4 separate regions of the Mus musculus genome follow, and all the other regions are linked to region 2. A link is a contact called in public Hi-C, HiChIP or PLAC-seq and Micro-C data. All regions are on one chromosome and are shown on one strand. The core of a region is the stretch at or near the end of the contact, and the rest is flanking DNA. Distances in the headings are between cores, read along the strand shown. Region 1 has its middle 24 kb from the start of Pdyn. Region 2 holds the start of Sirpa (signal-regulatory protein alpha). Region 3 overlaps F830045P16Rik (RIKEN cDNA F830045P16 gene). Region 4 holds the start of Pdyn (prodynorphin).

Region 1 (5,719 bases), core at 1,948-4,447, 82 kb before region 2:
AGGCGAGCACGGGGATGAAGACTTGGAGAATCCCATTGACTCAACAGCTATCAAGCTACTGGGGCATCATGGCCCAGGCTCCAGAAAGCTCCCTGGGTCTCTAACATCACAGTGTTTATGTAGAAAACCTGAGTCATGTCCCAACAACCACACTATGTCAGAATCTAGGTTGTATCTGAAAGCTAAAGAAACAGAGGCTGGGAGCAGGAGGAAGCTTGCATTCCTGGTCTGACCTGACTTTGGGAATAATAGAACACAGAGAGGGGAAAGATGTGGAGTTCAAGATGTCTGCCGTATCTATCAGAGTCCTAGCCTGGGCAGACAGCAAGGGCTAAAAGAGCTTCATAACTCAATTAGGCAGTAAGGAAATTAGTGAAGGAAGCCAGGTGACTTCCTAGTGGGTAGAGGGAGGGCAAGGCAGGGGTTGGGGATGGGTACTGTAGTCTCAGATTACACAGAGTTAATGAGATGGCCAGAACCCAGCCATCCACAAGAGCCACTTCTTTAGAGAAAATGGAGTCCTTTGTTGACATGGCAACCATTTGAAAAAGGCTCTGCAGCAAGAGAGAACACCCTGCCCATCAAAGCAGCTCAGCGCAGCCCACGGGTGTATCAGGATACAATGTATCCAAGACCCTAAACAAAAATGGCTTAAAGCTCTCAGAAAAGTGAGGCTGGGGCAGCTTATGACCCTGCTCTGTTTAGCTTTTGCTGCATAAGCCGTCATAAAACTCAATGGCTGAAAACAATTATGTGCGCTGAGGAGTAACTCTCTGAGGGTTTTTACCTGGACGGAAATGGAGGGCTGCAGAGCTGGGGGACTCCACAGGCAGTCACTACATCTCCTGATGGTATATGCTTGGGCCAGGGTCCCTCATCTTCCAGCAGGTTAGACCAGTTTCCAATCGAGCATGACATTTCCAGTCAGCACTACAAGCAGGCAAATGTGAATGCTGCCTCAGACAACACCCAGTGCTGGTTTTGCCACATGTAATTGATGAAAGCAAGTCACGGGCAAGTCCACAGAGCGGGAGGAGGCAAGAAGGCAAGACCACATTCCCAGGAGGGAATGGTCTTACAAGGTAATCTCAGACTGCTCTACAAAGCTACCAGAATTCCAGGATCCTGCATCCTCACATTGCACTTAGTCTCCTAGGACTAATAGTGACAGAAGTTCAACCATGATGTCTATGGTCAAGGGGCAAGATGGAGGAACGGCTAAAATAGAGTGGGGAGGACACATATAGTAGTTATGTGTTCAGAAGGTGTTCTGGAAGCAGTCATACAATATTTCTGCTTAAACCTCACTGGCCAGATCTTGGCCACATATTCACTTTGTTACAAGGGATGCTGGGAAGTACCATCTTGGTTTCATGTAACCAAATGGTCAGGCAGGGAACCATGGGTATTGGCTTTGTTGCACATGGAACTATAAAGGGTGGTAACTCCCACAAGATGGAGAGCTTTTCTCTTTCTTGGGCAAATGCCTTTTAACCTCGCACACGTAGGCATTTGAGATGTAAAGTATTCACGACAATGGGGCGCTTCAGCATAGAGAATGAACAAATTAGCCTACGACTCTAATTTGAAATTTGTAATTGATTATAGACTTGTCGGTTTTCTGTTGAGGACCTGTGACCACTGGTGTGATGTACCAGAGGTCCTGAGATTCACTACACTTTAAGGTCTTAAATTGGATGTTCCAACGTGCTTTAAACTCTGGAAAGTTTTGCTTGTTAGGGCAAATAAGGAAAGTGTTTAAAAATGAAACCGAGTACATTAAATTAGTAAGTCCTGTGTTAAATGTTGAGGATAATTTAATTACCCACACTTGCAAAGGGGATAGATAGTTTTAATGGTGTTGACTATTAATCAAAAGTCCCTTGAAAGTGACTGCAAAGAAACAGACCAAGTTTTGAAAATTGAACTTAAAGGCTCAAGGACAACTGGGAGGTTTTTCTCAAGAAGCAATTGCAAGGCTCTGACTCTTAATTAAATAACAAGTACTTTGTTTCAAATTAAATAACAAGACTCTTTGCCTCATGACATCTCTGATCCCATGCAGAAGTAAGCTGGGCTTGGAGGTAACAAAGTTCCTGCTTGTCCCTTAGGCTCACACTCTGCCAGCCTGGGTGGGGAACTTTAAGGACCTGGAATTGGCTAGCAACAACAGAATGGGAAGAGAATGCAGGGAACAGGCACAGGAAGCAGGTACGGGGCAGATATAGGTACAGACAGACAGGTACAGGGACACCCAGACAGAGACAGACATGTATAGACAGGCACAGAGGGTAGGCACAGGTAGGTACAGCTGGCAGGCACTAGCAGGTACAGACAGGCACAGGGGGTAGGTGCAGGCAGGTGCAGTGCGCAGGTGCAGGCAGACATGGGGGTAAGCGGATGGGCAGGCACAGGTGCAGGCAGACATGGGGGTACGCGGATGGGCAGGCACAGGTGCAGGCAGACATGGGGGTAAGCGGATGGGCAGGCACAGGAGGCAGCCCAGACCCACCTTGCCGTCTCTACCTCCCAAACGAACACATTGCTCTTCACTGGAGACTTTGTTTTGGAGGAAAGGATCTGAAGGTACACCTGTATAAGAATGAGAGTTGGGACAGCCACGGAAGTCCTGAGGGGGTCTTTGAACAGAGGACAGTTTCCAGATTACCCCTAGGCTCTCTGCCTGGGAGGGGACATTTCTGCCCTAATAAAAATCAGAAGCAATCGTCACCGTTGTAGTGCCAGTTCCTGGTAGGGACACTGCTGCTTCCTATATTGACACCCGGTGCTCATCCAGCTGCTGTCTTCTCCAGAAACCACAACCTCACTCCCAGGCCACAGCCCTGTGTAGAATCTGGCTCGGAGCTAGGCGACAGCTGAGACCACTTTCTTGTTTTCACTCCGTGAAAGCAGGGCTGGCTGCCAAGAAAACTGGACTGGTAGTCACCCTCCTACTCAACGCTTAGGCTCTTTCCCTCCCTAGACTGCGCCCTTCCCCACAAGCCCTGTGTCTATGTAGAGTTGAGATACATGAAGTCCAGGCATACAGTAGGTCCTGGATTTACTTTTAGCGTCCTCTCCAGAAATCCAGTGTGCTTTATGAAGCTCTTGATAAGTCTCAAAAACAATCCTGCTCCTTTGCTACAGTCTCCACAGGTGCTTGGGGACTTGGGCATAATCACCTTGGGGTACACTATCTAAGCTCTAGAGCAAAGATGCATCCACCGCAGGGGGCAGTAACAAGCCAGGTGGCTGAAGCCAGCGGTATCTGATCTGGGCGCGCCCCCTTGTGGTCACCGGGATCAACACACTCGGGGGAGTTTTGTCACCATCTGGGTAGGCTTAAGAATCTAAATTCCAAAGTTTGGAGCTGAGACAAAAGGATGGACCATCTAGAGACTGCCATATCCAGGGATCCATCCCATAATCAGCCTCCAAACGCTGACACCATTGAATACACTAGCAAAATTTTGCTGAAAGGACCCTGATATAGCTGTCTCTTGTGAGACTATGCCCGGCCTAGCAAACACATAAGTGGATGCTCACAGTCAGCTATTGGATGGATCACAGGGCCCCCAATGGAGGAGCTAGAGAAAGTACCCAAGGAGCTAAAGAGATCTGCAACCCTGTAGGTGCAACAACATTATGAACTAACCAGTACCCCCAGAGCTCTTGTCTCTAGCTGCATATGTATCAAAAGATGGCCTAGTCAGCCATCACTGGAAAGAGAGACCCATTGGTCATGCAAACTTTATATGACTCAGTACAGGGGAACGCCAGGGCCAAAAAGTGGGAGTGGGTGGGTAGGGGAGTGGGGGGGGGAGGGTATGGGGGACTTTTGGGATAGCATTGGAAATGTAAATGAGGAAAATACCTAATAAAATATTAAAAAAGAAAAAAAAAGAATCTAAATTCCAACACTAAAAACTCTGGGTTTAAGGAGGGAACTCAGCAGTGCACTGATTATAAATGGGCAGTTATTGGCATTAAGACGAAAAGTCCTTGGGCTTTTGTAATTGTTGTTGAAATACCTTGTTCTTCAATGCTGTCTTCTTTTTGGCTAGAAATGATTAAGCAACTTCCCAGTTTCAAAGAAAAGGAAACCAGGCTTGGAATTCTTGAGCGCACCTGTGGACCTTGAACATGGATGACTACCTTTGGATTTCAGTTTCACTCAAGTACAAAACAATGCTCCTCTCCATCCACTCCAGTTTTCTCCACTTAAAAAAAAAGTATGAAGATAAATAGGGCTGCAGAGATGGCTCCAGGGTTAGAGAGCAACTGTTGCTTTTGTGAAGGACCCGGTTCAGTTCCTTGTACTCAAGTAGTAATTCACAACCATTTTAACTCCAGTTCAAGGGGATCCAATGCCCTTCTCTGACCTCCCTGGGTCAGGCATGGGTGTGGTGCACTCAAATACATCCAGGCAAACTAGGCATACATATAAAATAAGACTAGAAATTAAAACAGCCTATGATATTTGGTTATGTACTCTGCCCAGAGCTCTAGGGAAAGTTTAGAGTAATAACCGCGATGAAAGCAAGGGTGATAAACCATAAATGCTGAGGTGTTTGACTAACGTGGCCCTGAGTGATATTAAAAGATGACAAGGCAGTTTTTATTCGAGGACACTCATGGCTGAGGGTATATGGACCAATTCAATAGAGGGGTGTGGTAGTCACTATAGCTGGAAAATGGACTACACTCAAGGCCAGCTCTGAGGAGATGATTGAGGACATTGTATAAATACATACGTACATTATACACATTATTTCATTTCCTGCCCCCTGGGCCTGCCTGTACCTCTTGGCTTTGTTGTGGCTACAGTTGTGTGAGCAGAGGTCCATAATCAAGGAGTGGAATGGAGCTCAGCCAGCACAAAATTACCAAGAGAAACATTAGGGACAAGAGATTTCTTGGTCCACTGAGTTGATAGGGTTACCACTATCCTACCACAGGCCAGCATAATACCAGATGACATCAGTCACCAGGGATGGGGGCTCCTACAAAATGACAGTATGCTTGCTTGACCTGGAGTCTGGGAGGACAGAGAAATCTACTGAGCAGAGGACTTAGCTCCATCCATCCCTTCTCTTAATTACCTATCTTTTTGTTCGTTTATGTAATTGCTTAATTGATCATTCATTTGTACCTATATTCACCTACTCCCCATTGACTCAGCCTCTTTCTCATTTATTCCTCCCCTAGTCCATATACTTACCTATCTGTGACTGTATCTATCTGTCTGACCCTCTCTCCCTCCATCAATCCTCCATAAATGTATCTATCCATAGTCCTGCCTCCTTGCTCCTTCCCTCCCTCCCTCCTTCCCTTCCTCTTCCCTCCCATCTGCCTCCCCTCGGATTTTCACTCCTTCCCTCCCTCCATCTCTTCCTGCTTTCCTGCCTCTTCTTTCCCCTTGATTTTCCTTCCCACATTCTTCCACCAGGTCCCCCCCTCCACTTTCCATCTCATCTTTGAGTCCTCTCATTTACTCTAGAAGTTTACACATGGCTTAAATTCCAGTCCAGCATCTAGGCTACTCATGTCTAGTAATAGTGAGTGAAAAGATTGGGTGCTACATCACTGCGGTCAGATTGCAGGAACTGGGGGAGCTTAGAGGGATCTTGAGTCTTGGGAGTGGTTGGAGAAGTTCTTCCGTGGAACTGGGGACCTGTGGCAGGAGTTTGGAGACACAAGGACTGGCAGGAGACAGTGG
Region 2 (5,335 bases), core at 651-3,150:
GAGAACTCCTAGACACCCCTTTTCCCACCCTGTTATCCTTTCTATCCTGAGGCTGACTCTCTCTCTTCCTCCTTCTACACTGCCATCAGGTGCCAAGCTCTAGGCAAATGTTGGTAAGAACGGCGTGCCGTGGCTGGATTTACCTCCCTGCAAAAGGAAGGTTGTACAGAGACCCCTATGTCCATAGCACCAATCCAAGAAGACACGAAATAAGGCTCCTTTCTGTCCCTCCCCAGCTATGTCTTTAGCCTTCATATACTTCCAGAAGAGACCCAAGATTTTTTGCAAAACCCCTTTAAGATGCAGCTCTCCTGAATGGTGACCTCACTCCTTGGCCAACCGGCCTTCAGAGCCCTCCTGCTGGAGACAGCCAGGTGTTTGATGTAGGCCAACAAAGAAGACAAGCTCAGAGCCACAGGTACATGCTGGAACTGCAGGGAGCTACTGGAAGCCTGCCTAAGGAAGGCAGGGGGGTGGCGGGGAGGAGACCATCCAGAGAGGGCTGTGCCCACCACAGGTAAATCCACTGTGTCTCCCAAGGGTCCGTGGATTACTCCGGCCTCTCTTCCTGTCTCTACCTCCATACACTAACCCTGCTTGCTCTGGTACTAGGGCGAAAGCTCACTCTTCCCCCATCCCAACAGCTCAACAGCGCGCCCAACCTCTGCCCCGACCCTCTCTCCAATCAAGTCTAGCAAGGGAGCATATGGGGAAACCAGGAGCCCGATTGCCCAAAGCAATTGCCAGTCTGCTTCCCCATTCAGGTTTGGCAAAGGGTACGGTAAACCAACTCATTCCTATACCCCGCAGCCCAACGCTGGGCTACCCAGTCACAGTCCACAAGGCAGATCCGGATAAGAAGAGTTCTATCCCGGCTTCTAGCCTAGGCTATGTGACCTTGGGCAAGTGGCTGACCCTCTCTGGGCCTCAACTCTGCATCTGTAACCCCCGTTACAGGGATTTGTCGACATTAGCTTAGCGACAGTGTGCGGGGCCTGAGCCCGCAGCTTGGGGAGGGTGGCAGTAGGAGCTGAGGGTGCTTACCTGTACAGAAACAGGACGCGGAGAGCAGCAGGCAGAGCAGCAGCGGCCCTAGGCGGCCAGGGGCCGGGCCGGCGGGCTCCATGGGCCGCGGCTGCAGAGCAAGGAGGGAGAGCGGCGGTGAGCGCGCTCGGCAGGCGGGCGGGCGGCGCGGGCGAACGACTAAGGCCCCTCCCCCTCCGCTGCCCCCCAGCGCCACCGCCCGGCGGGGTGATCTGACCCCCTCCCACAATGAGACGCCGCCGAGCGGGGAGACTCCGGGAGCGTGACGCCGGGCCAGGCCGGCGGGAAAGGGGAGCGGACCCGAGGGAGCCAGGCGCAGAGCCAGAGGCACGGGGGCGGGGGAGCGGATAGCGAGGGAGAAGGAAAGAGGGGGAGAGGAAGAGGGAGAGGGAGCGGGGACGGAGATCGGAGAGCAAGCGCGAGCGGGGACAGCTCGCAGAGCGAGTGCGGGCTGTGCGGAGCCGTCGCGAGGCCAGCGCGAGGGCGGCCCGGCCGAGCGCCCCCTCCTCGCGCCCGCACCTTCCCGCCCGCGCCCCAGTGCGCCCCGCGAGCTGCGCCGCCCGCCTCGGCTCTGCGCGAGCCCGCTCTGCCCGTGCGGGTCCCCGCCAGCCGCTCGGACCTGCGCCGCCGCGCGCAGGGCTGCCAGGCGGTGGAAGCACCGCTCCCTCTGCCCAGAGGCTGGCCGCGCACCACTTTGCGCAAACTTGTTTTTCTGAGGTCGGCGCGGCGGGCTGGCTACTTGGTCCTCTTAAGGTGGACTGGGGAAGTGGCGGCCGATCGCCCCCTGGTCTCGGCCTCTCACCCGGCCAGTCCTTAGACTCCAGTGGGCAAGAGGCTGCCCGCGGCAGGGGAGCTTGCAAGGGTGGAGAGTGGAGGGGGCGGGGAGGTTTGCTTTCTGCCCCTCCCCGAGAGGCCCTGCTTGTGTGTCCCAAAGCCGAAGGTCGGCCTCCGGGTGGGCGTGAGTCCTAGGGGCCCAAATCTTTCCTAGCTGGCCCCGAGGTATAGCAAAAGCAGGAAGTAAATGCAGGGGGAAGGGGGAGAGGAAGGAGAGAGTGATGGTACAAAAATAGCGTGTGTGTAGGAAGGACTTCAGTGCCTCTTGGTAAAGACGCGCTGGGGGAGAGGAGCAGCAAAAATGCTGTGGCAGGGAAAGGAGAGGGGCAGGGCTGGGCCCTAGGGAGGAGACAGACCAGAGGCCTTCTATCAGGGAGAATAGATTGGAGGTGGAGAGGGCCCAGGCAGCACTGTACTAGGAGAGACCTGGGCTGCAAAATAGTTACCCTAATGAGGAAGAGGAGGGACAGGAGAGCCTATCCCAAAGGACAGAGCCTCTGGATGCAAAATGTACCCTAGCTCTGGATTTCCATGAGCTAGGTCAGGTGCTTGGTTAATCGGCAGAAGGCTGGGCACCAAGGCAGGGAAGAGGAATCAAGACCCTCTCTTATTAACTGGAGAGTTTCTGAGTTGGAAGTTCAGAGATAGCAAATTTTGCTTCTCACAATGGTGGTTGAGGGACATAATGAAGCAAGACAGGCCCTACTGGCCCATCCTCTCAATAAAGAGGATGTTTAGGGGCAGAGGAGTGGAGGATGATTGCCTAATGATGTAGAAAGCCCCTTATGCAATGGTGCGCGCGCACGCACACACACACCACAGAGTCCTCTGCACCCATGACCAAAAGCCTGGGAGATTTTTTAGTTTTTTTTCTTTCTTTTCTTCTTTTATTGTTTGTTTGTTTGTTTGTTTTTGAGAGGCAGGAAGGGTGCATCTGTTGAACCCAGGACCCAGCTTCCAAGCCTTAGATCGTTCCTCCTGGTCTAAGAAGCTGCAGTCTTGGAGAAAGACCTTGTTTCTGTGTCTCTGCTCTTTTTAAAGCAGACCAGGCCAACATAAGCAGCGACCCAGAACTGCCACTGGGAGAGTTACATGAGCTGATATTTGCACTGCATTTTAAGAAGAGCCTACCATGTACCAAGGGCAAGGACAGTGTTTGAGAAGTGTTTGGCAGCAGCAATCCTTAAGGGACCATGGGGCAGCCCTAGCAGGAAGATTAGTTGTATTTCTTTGGACCTAGGGGATTACAAGAACTCACTTGCAGACTGGGAGAAGGTGCAGGGGAAGACAAGAATGAACAGAGGAGGTCTTGTAGGGAGTGTAGGTTACAAGTGCACATGTGTGTCAGCTTGGTTAGGTAAGGGCAACAGTATGTGGCTAGCACGTCGGGAGGGTGGTCCAGAAGCCCAAGAGAATTGGTTCTGCAAATAGGAACCCCTGTAGGCAAGATTCAAGTAGGGCCTACCATGCTTGATTGTTACACTCAAAGGGTCACTATAGTTGGAATAAGAGGTGGCTGAAGGGAAGAGAATACGGAGTTCGGGGGCCTGGGCAAGAAAGAAAACTTGGTTCTAGCATCTGAGCTGAGCTGCAGTGTCTCCAGCTCTTTAAATTGTGTCTGATAGGACCATGGTGTCCACTAAAGCCTTGTGAAAACCCTCCTCCAAAATTAGCTGGGTGTGGTGGCACACGCCTAAGCCCAGTACTTGGGAGGCAGAGGCAGGCAGATTTCTGAGTTCGAGGCCAGCCTGGTCTACAAAGTGAGTTCCAGGACAGCCAGGGCTATACAGAGAAACCCTGTCTCAAAAAAAAAAAAAAAAAAAAAGCCAACTGCTGGAGTCAGAGATGATGCAGCCTCCTGCCCTATGCTGCTCATCTGTTCTGGGGCAAGCACACACAAACACCGACCTGCCTGGGATTAGGAACTGGGAGATTAGGAGGAATAATAATTGTACTACCTGCTGTTTATATATAGCATCTTTGGCAAAGGCGCTCAGCAGAGCTTCCAAACTACCCTCTTTACTCTCACATCTGAGTGTGGGGGAGTTGACATTTGTCCACATAAAAGTCACTTGTGTTCACCCATCCGTTGCTGTGAGTCCCCTGAGATTTGTGGACAAATGTGTAAAACTAAAGGGGCAAGGTACAGCCTGCCTGGGGTCGCACACAGATTATGACAGATAATTGATACGAATCAGCCATCACAACAGCCAGTCTGGGTGCTTTAATCCAGATGTTATTCGTTCACGGTCCCTGCACTTACCAGCATGCATTGAGTGTCTACTGTGTGCTTGGCAGTGCACTGAGCAGTCGAGATGTGGCAGCTGGGAAGAACAAACCAGGTCCATGACGCTGTGCTCAAGGAGCTGACAGATTAACCCGTAATGCTTCACATGTCAGGTGGGTATCAGAGCTCCAGGGAGGGATGAATAGAGTCAGGCCAAGGGCCTGACCCATCAAGAGGGGCCGTGTAGTTACAAGATGGGAGATATGTGTACACTCTCACCTAGTACCCATTTCTTCCCTCCCTCCTGTCCATTCCTCACTCAGCAGCCAGGGAATCCTTTTATATGAGGCTATTTGGCTTAAACAATAAGGGGCTTTTTCTTCTTCTTCTTCTTCTTCCTTCTTTCTTCTTCTTCTTCTTCTTCTTCTTCTTCTTCTTCTTCTTCTTCTTCTTCTTCTTCTTCTTCCTCCTCTTCCTCCTCCTCCTCCTCCTTCTTCCTCCTCCTCCTTCTTTTTCTCCTCCTCCTTCTCCCCTACTAATGGCCAGGACATGATTGCAATCTCAGGAGGTTTTGACCTCTGTAAGGGCAACAAATGCATTTTTGGTATGTGCCAGGCCATAAGATCTATGCTTTCTCCTTGAGGCCCCAAACACCCCACCATGTTTCTAGATGCTGGGAACAAGGCCAGACAGACATTGACTTGACCAGGGCCACTCTGCCAGGCATGCTGGGGCCTGCAGAGTCACAGTACTACTGATGTAGCCTTGCCCATCCTTGCTCCTGATTCCCATAGCCCTGGGCTGGCATCAGCAGGCCAGCCTGCCTGGCTGCCTTTGTGTGGTATCTTCAGGAGGCTCAAGCTGCCAAGGACCTATTTTTACAGGGCAAGAGGAACCATTTACAGTTAGAGACCTCAGCTCTGAAGCCAGAACGATTAAAAATAAAAGTACCACAGACCCCGGGGGCAGCTTGGACCGCAGGCCGCCTGTCCTGGAGGGAAAGCCACTGAGCAGGCTGGAAGCAGAGAGTGAGCGATATGACTGCCTAGCTCTGATGTAGGCCACTTTGGGTCTCACAGCAGTCCCTTTCTGGGAGTGGCTGCTGTTAGTCCCATTTTGTAGCTATAAAAACAGAGGCTCAGAGGGGTCATGACTTGTGTAGGACACGTAGCTGTTCGGTCCCCAAGAAGTCAAGATTTGAACTTTGAATTCAATTCTTAAAAAAACAAT
Region 3 (5,438 bases), core at 2,845-5,344, 100 kb after region 2:
CCATGACCAAAAGGGCTTATTTCATCTTACAGCTCGAAAGCCATACTATACTGCTGAAGAAAGTCGAGGCAGAATCCTGGAGCCAGGAGTTGATGCAGAGACCATAGAAGATTGCTGCTTACTGGCTTGCTCCCAGTGGCTTGTTCAGCCTGCTTTCCTAAAGATCCCTGGATCACCAGCTAAGGGTGGCCACACCCACAATGACCTGGACCCCTCCTACATCAATCAATAATTAAGAAAATGTCTTTCAGGCTTCCCCTTTCTCATTGGAGGGATTTTCTCAGTTGAGATTCCCTCTTTCAGATAACTCTACCTTGTGTAAAGTTGACGTAGGACTAGCCAGGCAAAGAGGGCTAAGAGCACCATCTACTATCTCAGGTGGTATCCAGATACCTGAAATATAACTGTACCAACATACCTGGACAGGGCTTCTAATACAGGCAAGTAAGCAAGAGTCTTCAAGTGTTGGATGGAAGAATTCTTTGGTGTGTCTCAGCATGTGTGTGTGTGTGTGTGTGTGTGTATGTGCGTGTGCATGTGCGTGTGCATGTGCGTGTGTGTACATCCTTCTCAAGCAAGGTTAGCACATAGTTTGTCAGGCTCTGTTCTTAAAAGCCCTATAGTTATACATAAATCAAAAGATATTTTGACTGGCTTAGGGAACTCAGTCATTAATAGCAAAAATAGATAAAAGAATGTTAAAAATTGTATGTATGTATGTGTATTTTTATCTGTTTAAAAAGTCTTCTAGAAAAAGCAATCAAAAACTATTAGGAGAATAAAAATAAAACAAAACAAAAAACAACATGAAAATTTCCTAACTACCACTTGTCTGGGAGGCAACAGAAATTTTCTGCCATAGCGGGGCTGTAGCAGTCAGGTCTACAGCAAATATTAGAACAAATGTATATAATGTCAAGGGGTATAATAGATAAGAAAATAAAACAAATAATCTACTTGCTTCTTTTGGTAGTCAAATCCTCAAGTTTCCACTCTGCACAGCCTGGTTAGTTCCCAGGGTAGCTCTAGCATGATCCTCCTGTCTTACTGGTCTTCCAGCATCAAAGCTTGGTCACTTCAGATGGTCGGTTTACATGATGTTGACAAATCAGGAACACATTCCCAGTTGCAAGAGGCTGGCTTCATTCTGTTGTGTTGAGCCCAGGAAATCATCTCTGCCACAGTTAGTATAGAGGGATGGATTCCAAAGCAAGCCAGCATATCCACCATGGGTCCCGCTGAGTTTTCACACCTAACACAAGGATTGGAGCTTAGTTTGAATAGTTAGAGCTTAACTTTATGGTTTTACATGGTTGACTTGACTTAGTAATTGTGCATTAAGAAAAAAATGTGTTCAAATGCTACCACTGAAAAATGTAGTACAACTTTGGCAAACAATGTGGAACCTTAAGCACATATTTTGATTTTCAGAAGTGTTGACCCTGCAGAATTTTGACTTTCTCTTAAATGTCTCTTAAATATTTATTAACAATACATTTATAAAATGTAACTAATGTTTTCAATTTTTATTTGTGATATTCATCCAGAATATATTATGATATTATTTATGAATTTTGAAAGTTATACATTTTGTAAGTAGTCATTGGATAAATACTTATAAACATGGAGCCATATAACATCTAATTGTAATCATGACTCCTCTGACTTTGACAAGGAACTCAGTGTGGGGCAAGTGGACCATACTACCAGACAGAAGAACTGGTAAGGTTGAGTGAGCTCAGACCCCATGAATCTCAGAATTGAGAATGGTAGGAGTGAGGCCGCTCCCTGCCTGCCTCTACCTGTTCTGGAACATATATCCATGCCACCCCATTGAGGGCCGTGGCAATCAGTCACATAGCATAAAAACCCTGGAGTTCTCCATGCTAATGAGGTATCAAGATATGCCTTGAGCCTTCAGGCAATGAGCTTCCCTTCCTGGGTATCCCTTCCAACAAAAGGTATTCAATCCCTGGCTCACCCTGAGTATGGTGTGTGCATTCATATCCTCCATCAAATAAAACAGTTCGGACAAGAGAAGACTGTTTCTTCATCACAGATCGCTGCCAGGGAAGGCCTTCAGAGTTAGTAAAGAGGGGCACCTAAATCTCCTGAAGAAGGCCTTCTCTCTCCCAGCCCCTCTGCACTCAGAATCACATCAGGTCCCACCCCCTGTCCTGGGCTATGTCTTCCCTTTTATGCCCAGTGAGTGGATGCTCTGAGAGGAATCGTGGATCGCCATTCCTGACTCCTAGCAATATGCCAGTGTTGCCTGGGTACACAGAAGACTGGGAACCACAGCAATTGTTTCAGACTCTGCTGTTTCTTACTTCAGAAAAGCACGGACTAAGGACCCCCATTACAGACTTTGCTCTGCTTCCCTGAACAGTTTCAGTATATATATATATATATATATATATATATATATATATATATAATGTGTATATATGTATATATATGTATGTATATATATGTGTGTGTATATGTATATATATATAGTGGCCTATAGGCTGTGGTCCAGCTAGCCCAACAAAGGCTATCTCCTGAGGCAATGTCCAAGAACCTGGCAGTTATTCAGTTCATGAGGCTAGATGTCTTAGCTGGTCTTCAGTCAGTGCGAGAATCCTGAAGAAGCAGGTTCTAGCACCAGCAAAGGAAAGCCTCAGCAACAAGGTAGATACATTTGCCAGCAATGAAGGAAGGTAGACAAAAGGCAAAAGCTTCCTTCCTCCATGACCTTTTATATGGACTGCGACCAGAAGGTGTGGCCCAGATTTTGTGGGTCTTGCCACTCCAAATGAGCCAATCAAGGACCCCTCACAGGCGCGCCTGGCTGCTTGGGTTTTGGATGACTCTGGATGCAGTCAACTTGAAAATCAAGATGAGCCACCACACCGAGGATACTACAAATCTCTTTTGTCTTTAGCATCATAGTCAGGATCCCTCCCCTAGCCCCAAGCCATTTGGCTGGTGACATCCAGCTGATGATACGCCTGAAAGATTAGCCCTGGTATAATTGATAAGCCTTTGTTCATTATTTTATGTTTTTATTTATCATCGACCACAAAAGATATAGCCTACTTGAATTTTGTAACTATTTGTTTACAGTCTTAAACGAATTTGGAATTCCTCTGGGGATTCCCATAGAGTCAATGCAGATACTAAAGGACCCAGATATTGTCCTCTTATCCCTGGACTTAGCTTTACTAGGAGGAGGGGAGTGGAAGGCCAGGGTAAAGGGTGCAGCCAATGAGGCAGTGTGCAGGTCCCACCAGTCTGGTTGTAGGCTTGAATAAAAAGTTCCATGGCCCATAGAGCCACCATATTTTAGCTTGTGAGATGAGCACAGAATACTTATCACATGTCCCTTGTTAGTTTGAGACATTCATAGTGTGGATACAGGCTCCAAGCGTCCCCCATTAGACAAAAGAATCCATCCCCCTGTTGTGTGAGACTTGAGAAGTAGCTCGTCTTCCCTATTAAGGAGGGGTGTTCATTGGTGGCTCTGCTTATAAAGTTGGGAACAGGAGCAAAAGATTCTGGCAAGTCTCGCTTTCCCATATTCTGCAACATTCATCAACTAACACTCAATTGCTACAGTGGGCTCTGTGCCCCATCCAAGGGAAAGAGTACTGTTTTCGTCAGGGGATGTTCTTATGTGCAAGCAACACGTATTGTAAAGTCAATCAATTTTATCAAAGTCTTTAATTCTCCATATCGAATTCTTTGCATACATAAAAAAGTAAAACCAAAGTGAATTCTATCAGCATTAAGTCCTTTATATAATATGGTTTTGTGTGGTTTGTTGTAAGTGCTGGCCCATGGTCTAATCCTGTAGTAATAGGAATTACAAACCTAGAAACCATTTCTTTTAGAAGCAGGGCCACCTCCTATGAGTAGAAAAGATTTCTATCCAGCCTGAGAAACTACACAGACAAGCAAGCATTTGTAACCCCTGATTTAGGGAAGTTCTGTAAAGTCAACAACCAATTTTTTTTTAATTGGGTTTTTCCAAAATTCTGCATTTGAGGAGGGCCCTAAGTCACTGTCATGGGTTATCCTGGGCACTGGGTCACACTGTCCACATGCTCATTGGGTATCCTGGCAAGTTAGGGAACATAAAAATGTGAGCCTAATATAGTTTCCAGAGCTGTCTGGCTGATGTGAGCTCCCTTATGGAACTGTTTAACCAACTCGGGGCAATGGCCTCAAGGATGGCTATCATTTCTCGTCAAATGCTCAATAGTCCCTGTTTTCAGTCTTAAACAGCCATTTCTTTTTGTAATTGGGGTCCCATTTACTTAATAGGCTGGGAATCAATGAGGTTAGTCACAAAGGAAGTTCTTCTACCACTACCTCCTCCCCCCTACATTTTGGGGAAGTTGCTACTTCTGTTTCTTTCTGCTCTGTGGTTGCCCCAGGCAGTAGCAATATTTCCCTTTTGCATGTAGCAGAAGACAGATAATTTTACCACATTATCAGTAGCAACTGGGAGGGGGAAGGTCTTTGTCTCTGAAGATCTAGCACATTGCCATCTGTATATATATTCGTTTTTATTACACCCCCCCTTTCAGTGGTAAGCTACATATCTCTCACATACTTGTTTAGCAATGGTGTAGACCCCATATGATTATAACATCTATATTGCATCAAATGTAGCCTGAGGTCCCTGCTGATTTCTTTTTTTGTTGTTTTGTTTTTGTTGATATTGCTGGTTTTTGTTTGTTGGTTGGTTTCTGTTTGTTGTTGTTGTTTTGAGGCATGATTTCTCTGTGTATCCCTAGCTGTGCTGAAACTTGTTCTGTAGACCACGCTGGCCTCAAACTCACAGAGAGCCACTTGCTTCTGCCTCTCAAGTGCTGGCAGAGCACTTGGGCATGTACCTCCATGCTGACCATAGGCACAACTTTTTAAGTTAGTTTTTGTTACCATGAATAGATCATTATCACCTTAGGAATCTTAATAAACTTTAATGATTAATTGTATCATCCTTAAGTCCTGTCTTAGTTAAGGTTATTATTGCTGTGATGAAACACCATGACCAAAGCAACTTGGGAAGGAAAGGGTTTATTTGACTTATACTTCCATATCACTATTCATCTTTGAAGGAAGTCAGGATAGGAACTTAAACAGGGCAGGAACCAGGAGGCAGGAGCTATGGAGGGTAGTGCTGACTAGCTTTCTCTTCATGGCTTGCTCAGCCTTCTTTCTAATAGAACCAGGGTGATCAGCCCAGGAATGGCCCTACCCACACTGGGCTGGGCCCTCCCATATCAATAACTAATTAAGAAAATTTCATACAGTCTCGCTTATAGACAGACCAATCTTATGGAGGTATTTTATCAACTGAGATTCCTTCCTCTTCAATAACCCTAGTTTGTGTCAAGATGACATAAAACTAGCCAGAACAATGGATCCTTTGTCAATTTGACACACAA
Region 4 (5,791 bases), core at 69-2,568, 110 kb before region 2:
CCACATGCCAGCTATGGCAATTGCTTTTGGCATTTCCTCCTTTCACTATGCCAAGATCCCAGTGGGGTTCTTTCCCCCATTCTACAGATAAGCAGATTGAGGCTGAACCCACTCACTTGACTTAGGGCTCTGCACAGATGGGTGGCAGAGGCAGAGACCAAGCTGACACATCCAATGTTACTACTAGCTGTAGCTGTCATCGACCTTGTTCAGGTAAACAGATCAAGTCACAGACACTGTAGAACCAAGTCCTCAGAGTGGGCGTTTGTCCAGTAGATGATGGGAAGGACCAGATCCATCTAGGTCTGGGTGATGACTTGCTGTGTTCTGTGTCCAGTTTCTAAGCTCTCCAGCCTCTGCCTCTGCGCCTGGCCAGAATGTGAGGATTAAAGTTGATGTCTTTGCTCACTGCCTGGTGCAACCCAGGTGTTCATGACACGGACTGCCCAGCCAGCCTCTGCTATCCCCCCCCCCCCACAAGGTGAACATCTCTGCAGCTGACTACAGAGACAAGCATGTTTCCTTCCAAACTCAGAGACATGGGTATTCTGGGAGGTGTTTGCAGCCATCCTTGTTTGTGAGAACCAGGGGCTGCCAGAGAAAACTGAATATTGAACGGCAGCCTCTGGTTGAGGAAAGGCAGTGTCTGGCATCAACTCAGACAGGTGCCCAAGTCACCTGGCACTCTCAGGCAAATGTACACTCATATGCATGCTAGTGTGTGTGTGTGTGTGTGTGTGTGTGTGTGTGTGTGTGTGTGTCCCTGCCAACATGGAGCTGAATGTTCCTCTTCTATAACCAAGACCTCTGCTTTGAACACTTCAGCATATCCTTTGGTTCCCTATATTTTGAGACAGCCTTTGTTTCTTGCATTCCTCCTCCTCCGACCCCCTGTTCCTCTTTTTCTCCTGATCTTTGATAGCCTCTGTGGCTGTGGCTCTTTCTCTTTTCCTCTTACTTTGCCTAGGCTTCCTTGTGCTTCAGACATGCCTCTCTCTGTTTCCATTCTCTGATTCTCAACTTTTTTTTGCCTTTCTATTGGACTCTCTGCGCCTCTCTCTGTCTCCTCCTATCTCTGCCTTTCCCCCACCTTTGTCTCTGTTTTCCTGTGACACTCTCCTGGAGATGCTGAAAAGTGGCCGCATTGAAAGTGACAAACAGCGCTACACCAGAATCCACCCCCGGGCTTCGCGAAAGCATCCTCCTCCACACCCACATCACCAGGAGCAGCTATTGTGTCTCACTCGGGCCCAGGGAGTTGAGTGGAAGGACCCGGGGGTCTGAGCGTTGACTGCTCTGCCACTCCCCCATTGGCTCCTGGCAGCCTGTGCTCTGTGAGCGAGCGCTGAGAGGGCTGAGCGACAGGGGGAGACTCTCATCTATAAAAGGGGAATAAGGCTCCAGAACTGCCATAGGGGGATTTGGTAGCCCTCGTCGCTTCCTCTGTGGCACTTCTCTGAGCTAGAGTCAGGGTACCTTCTGAATCTTGGATCGGCCACCCTACCACCTGATCAGCCAGAAGCCTGCCAGGGACAAAGCAGTAAGCAGGTAAGATCCGCAGGGCGCTCAGGCTCTCTGGCTTTATGCATGTGCTCCTGGTGCTATGCAGGGGCGCCGGTGGGAGCTTGGACGGGGGAAGTTAGGTTTGGGTCTGGTTACTCAGCACAGGGAAATCATAGTTTCAAGGTGAGCTTACAGAAGCTCAGAGAGTCCAAAGAGCTGCCTGTCCTCTGGAAACCATGCCCTGAACAGTCCTGGCGCCCACAGGTGCTAGCGGGGCTTCGCCTCTGCCACACAGCAGTCCCCACACTAGTTTTCAGGATCTGAGGAGAAGGTGGTAGCCTGAGTGGAAAACTGAGAGGTTTCACTAATTAGCATGATCTTAAAGGTCAACGTTCTCACTGGACTTAGCTTACACAGGTTGGGAACGTTAATGAGGTTCAGGACTCGGCATTTGCCAAGTACCGATCTGCACCATCAATGCATAAATAAGTGCCGTCCTTTTTCACTCTTTTTGAATCACGTTTAATCTCTGACAAGGTGCTGATTTGAGTGGCTTCCTTTGATTTCACTCAGAATGAAGTCTGGGGTTGTTTGGTTGAAAGGGAACTAGAAAGGAAAGCAAGAGCTCGGCTGGATACCCAGTCTGAGGGGGACTTCCCATGTCAATTTCACTGTGAAAGGACTTGTTGCTTTCCTGTAAATCACAGTCACGCTACCGCTGGAGGCAGCTAAGTTAGGCTGGTGGAGGCTCTTTTGAGGAAAGTCACCCGCTCTCTGATAGCAATGCTCATGTTTAAAGAAAGTGCTGTAGAACCCCAAAGTTTGACATCAGCAAAAAGCTGGCGAGCTTCAGAGACGGCGACTGTAGTCACCTCCATGATTGAACAGTAAATTCTGTGTCTTGTCACTTTTCCCTGTGTGTGTGTGTGTTTTCTGAGAACCTCTCAAGATTTACAAGTATCCCTTAATAAAGCCTCCGAGCTCTTTAGGTTATTGGATCTGGTTTCGAGTACCCTCCCACAGAGAGCAAACCTTCATTATCACCCTTCTGCCAAGGGTTGGTGAAATACACACTGATATCTTTCTAACCTGACAGGCGTTGCTGTCAAGATCTGTTGCAAAACCTCTCAGAATGTCAGTCCTTTTCTGTTCCTAGTCATGGGGGTTTCATGCCTACGCTCTGCTCACCCTCCTCCTCTGCTCACCTCACCAGTGCTCCCATACCACCCCACTTTATCTTTTGTTCTGTTTTTACAGGTCATTCATCCCCAGGCTTTGAGATCTGCGTGGGGGAGCTCTTGAAGCAGCCCCAGCAGGGTGAGTTATGTGTGTTGTGTGTGCATGTGTGTGCGTGTGTATTGGCATAATCCTGAGCCCACTGCTTTGTCCTCATTGTGCTAAGTGTGATGGGTGGCAGGTGACTCCTCTTGTCTCCAGGAGTAGCTGGCAGATGGGAGTGCGGTGTCACAATGGGTCCACGGATGCTGTGTGGTAGGATCCACTGTTTTGACACCGTAGGCTACTCAAGCGGTTGGGTCAGGGCTGTTTGAGAAGACACGTGGAAGGGTGTGATAACTCTCAGGACTTCCGGAGCTTTACCTCAAGAATTTTCCATGTATTGCCTAAGTGTGTGTGACCCCTCCTGAGCCTGTGCTGAGTTCAAACCCAATGGTCTTCCATTATTTGCTGCGTGTAACTTTGTAACGACTGCTTTTCCTTTTTCAGCCGTAATCTCCTCACCAATATAATGAAGATAATAATAATGTCCTTTCCCTATGTCACTACAAGACTCCTATGGGAGGCTGTATGCGCCTGGCATTTGGTAGGCACTCAGTAAATGCTATTATGGCTACCTCTCTGATGACTCAAAATGGTTGGCTTCAAAATGAAGCCCTCCCCTCTCTTATAAGGCATCGTCAGTCATCCCATTCCATCCTGCTGCGCGCTCTTCCGGGGAAACCTGACAAAAGTCAAATATTTCTGGGACCAGTGTTCCTCTCCCCACTCCTACAGATGACGCCATTGCTTCATCTGCCGCTCCCCACCCCCACCCACCCCTGAGCAATGACGTCCCTCCCTGACATCCCACCCCACCTCCAGTTATCCTGGCACAACGTTTCCATTTATCAGATCTCTCCCTCATTCTCCGAGGGGTCTGCAGTTGCTGGTTTGGTTTCAGAGCATCTCTGAGAAGGTGTGGTCAGCAGACAATCTCTCTTCAGCAGTTTGCTCCTCTTGGCTGATAAGTGATTGGCAGATCTTATGAGGTCTGACAAGGTGCTAAGACAACACACAGCAGACCACACTAGGGGAGATTGTAACATCAACTGAGTCCTTTGCAGCTCAGCCCGGATCCCACTCCATACTCCCACAGGGGCTCAGTGGTCATATCTATGAGGCCGGTGACCTGCTCAGGAGTTTCCCCCTCACCCTACCCCCAGATGCCCACTGACCAGGATGCTTAGCCACTAGCTGCAGACACACTTGCCGGAGAGTAAGGTGTCTGCAGCGGCTTCAACTGCCTTTGCCCCCAGTCTTATTCTATTTAACTTGATAAAGGTTTACCGAGCAGTTATTATGTAGCTCAAGGGGCAGTGCGGGGAGGGAGCAGGACACCACATTGGCATTGTCTTCTTTGCCCCTCCCTTCTCTTTTCCATTCACCCACTTGCCCAGCATCCACACTGACTCTGCCCCCACCTTGCCCCTTGTCCCTTTCTTCTGACTGTTCATCTCTCTCCCTGCCCTCTCATTTTCCTTTTGCCATTCTCCTTATCCTATAACTGTTCAAATGACAATAAGGGAAGGGATTCCTTACAAATCCTACAGGAGAAACATTCCTTTAAAACTGCAGCTAATGTTATCACAGAGACCCTGACCATGGCGGCTGAGACAACAGGACTGTGCTTCTGTCTGTCTCTCTGCACAGCAAATGTAATGACCTTTCGGTAAGACCCGCTCTTATGTCCATACTTTGATGCTTGCTGAACAATAGATTGGCTCATTTTCTGCTCAGGACCCAAGCCACACTGCAAACTTATGGCCTGCGCTCTATTCGTGATCGTATCTCAACAAGGAGCGCTTCCAAGTTTCAGAGCCTTCCTTGGCCAGCCCCTTGGGAACCCACCAAAACGAACTTGCTGTTTTCCAGTAAGGTGAAAAGTCCTGAAATTGTTTCATTTTCAGGGGTGTGTGGAAGTCTTGGGGATAGCCTGCGGGACATGCCAAGTGCCCTTACACCTCCGGTCAGTCTGTGTAGTCGGCAGATCAACTCTGTGCCTAGTTCCTATCTTTCTGAGCCACTGTATTCCCATCTAAGTGGGGCCGAGAGTGCCTAGCTGGGTGGTGGAGGTAATTCACATAAAAGATGTAAAGCATTTGGCTGTCAGGTGGGAGATACTGTGAATTCCAGCCTCGTCACTAGGGGCGCTGTTTCTCTCAGCCCACAAATTTCCCCTTGAGCCTAAGCCTTTACTGATAGCCTCTTGAGGAGCCATCTGGAGACACCCTGCCTGGCACAGAACAGTGGCGCAGTCTTTGATAGATTCTAGGGTGGTTGTCACTGGAGGGTCACAGACACAGTGGTGTGTGTCAAGGAGGGTGTGAGAGCTGCATCCTCCTGACTCATTGGGTGACCTTAAGCAAGTGACTTCATTCTTACCTTTTCCCATTTCCTTTTCCTCCAAATAGGAATAATCATATGCAGACGTGGCTCCCAGGGATAATTGTGATGTTAAATCACGCTATTATTATTCAGCCCTGGCTTTTCAAATAAAAATGCTTGCTGCCTCTGGAGCCCTGGCTGACTTCAGTAGAGATGCCTCCGAGCAGGAGAGGGGGCAAAATCAAATCAAAACAAACCCAACTCTTTCAAGGAACTCTGGATCAAGAGGGAAAACAGTTCCTACTGTGTGCTGGTCCTTTAACAGACACCGTCCAGAGGCGCAGGGAGAGAGGGAGCTGGGGCTGTCTGAGGAGCCCAAGGTTTGACCACACAGAGAATATTCAAGTTTCAGGTGATGACCCTTTTCCTTAATGGGTTCTGCCACCAGCAATGGCTTTGAACTTGCTGGGGTGCAGGATGCAACCTGCCTCTACTGCAATCAGCCCACCTGGCCTCCTGTCAGGAGATTGTTATTAGATGTTATTAGATAATATGTTTGCATGCCTGAAGACATAAAAAAAATAAGCTGAAAGCTATCAGACTTGTGTCAGTCGAATGAAACAGGCTCAGCATACTTTCTTGGTGAAGGGTCAGACAGTAACAATTTTGGCTTTGTGGACGGCGG

What was found. Hi-C and Micro-C count contacts between places; a contact is called where the count stands out from the background. HiChIP or PLAC-seq counts read pairs in DNA pulled down with a chosen protein or histone mark.
Region 1: a contact with region 2 is called in a Hi-C map of muscle stem cells, with 2.3 times the contacts expected there. The contact joins the enhancer-like site here to the promoter of Sirpa in region 2. A contact is called at or near these places in 2 of 484 Hi-C or Micro-C datasets (the CH12 cell line and muscle stem cells), 3 of 115 datasets of contacts at active chromatin or transcription factors (bone marrow-derived macrophages, embryonic stem cells and microglia) and 2 of 9 other capture datasets (adipose tissue and pancreatic islet).
Region 3: a contact with region 2 is called in an H3K27ac HiChIP or PLAC-seq map of the HPC-7 cell line, with 13 times the contacts expected there. The contact joins the enhancer-like site here to the promoter of Sirpa in region 2. A contact is called at or near these places in 4 of 39 promoter capture datasets (the HPC-7 cell line, hippocampal neurons, liver and 1 more), 2 of 15 datasets of contacts at CTCF or cohesin (hippocampal excitatory neurons and pro-B cells), 48 of 484 Hi-C or Micro-C datasets (the AtT-20 cell line, the BV-2 cell line, ECoMG-derived neutrophils and 34 more), 18 of 115 datasets of contacts at active chromatin or transcription factors (the HPC-7 cell line, PVALB interneurons, VIP interneurons and 10 more) and 5 of 9 other capture datasets (adipose tissue, bone marrow-derived macrophages, liver and 2 more).
Region 4: a Micro-C map of embryonic stem cells shows a contact between it and region 2, with 1.5 times the contacts expected there. The contact joins the promoter of Pdyn here to the promoter of Sirpa in region 2. A contact is called at or near these places in 1 of 39 promoter capture datasets (hippocampal neurons), 3 of 484 Hi-C or Micro-C datasets (embryonic stem cells and uterus), 1 of 115 datasets of contacts at active chromatin or transcription factors (embryonic stem cells) and 1 of 9 other capture datasets (pancreatic islet).

What each region holds. Positions count from the first base shown.
Region 1 is chr2:129,672,654-129,678,372 of GRCm38.p6, reverse strand. No RefSeq gene overlaps it. Among named protein-coding and RNA genes, the nearest start is that of Pdyn, 24 kb to the left of the region's middle. Within about 2 kb of position 3,197, at least 10 of the 459 cell types and tissues checked have an H3K27ac peak or open chromatin away from gene starts, as enhancers often do. A contact at or near this core is called in muscle stem cells, where this site is marked.
Region 2 is chr2:129,589,404-129,594,738 of GRCm38.p6, reverse strand. It overlaps Sirpa (signal-regulatory protein alpha), which reads right to left and starts at 1,900. Exons shown (of 9, transcript NM_001355158.1): 1 at 1,664-1,900; 2 at 1,045-1,135. The coding sequence starts at 1,126.
Region 3 is chr2:129,488,642-129,494,079 of GRCm38.p6, reverse strand. All of the region lies in intron 1 of F830045P16Rik (RIKEN cDNA F830045P16 gene), which reads left to right. It overlaps Gm14040 (predicted gene 14040), which reads left to right. Exons shown (of 3, transcript NR_166423.1): 3 at 33-961. Among named protein-coding and RNA genes, the nearest start is that of Gm14040, 24 kb to the left of the region's middle. Within about 2 kb of position 4,094, at least 85 of the 459 cell types and tissues checked have an H3K27ac peak or open chromatin away from gene starts, as enhancers often do. A contact at or near this core is called in the BV-2 cell line, ECoMG-derived neutrophils, the HPC-5 cell line and 11 more, where this site is marked.
Region 4 is chr2:129,695,465-129,701,255 of GRCm38.p6, reverse strand. It overlaps Pdyn (prodynorphin), which reads left to right and starts at 1,318. Exons shown (of 4, transcript NM_018863.4): 1 at 1,318-1,548; 2 at 2,761-2,820.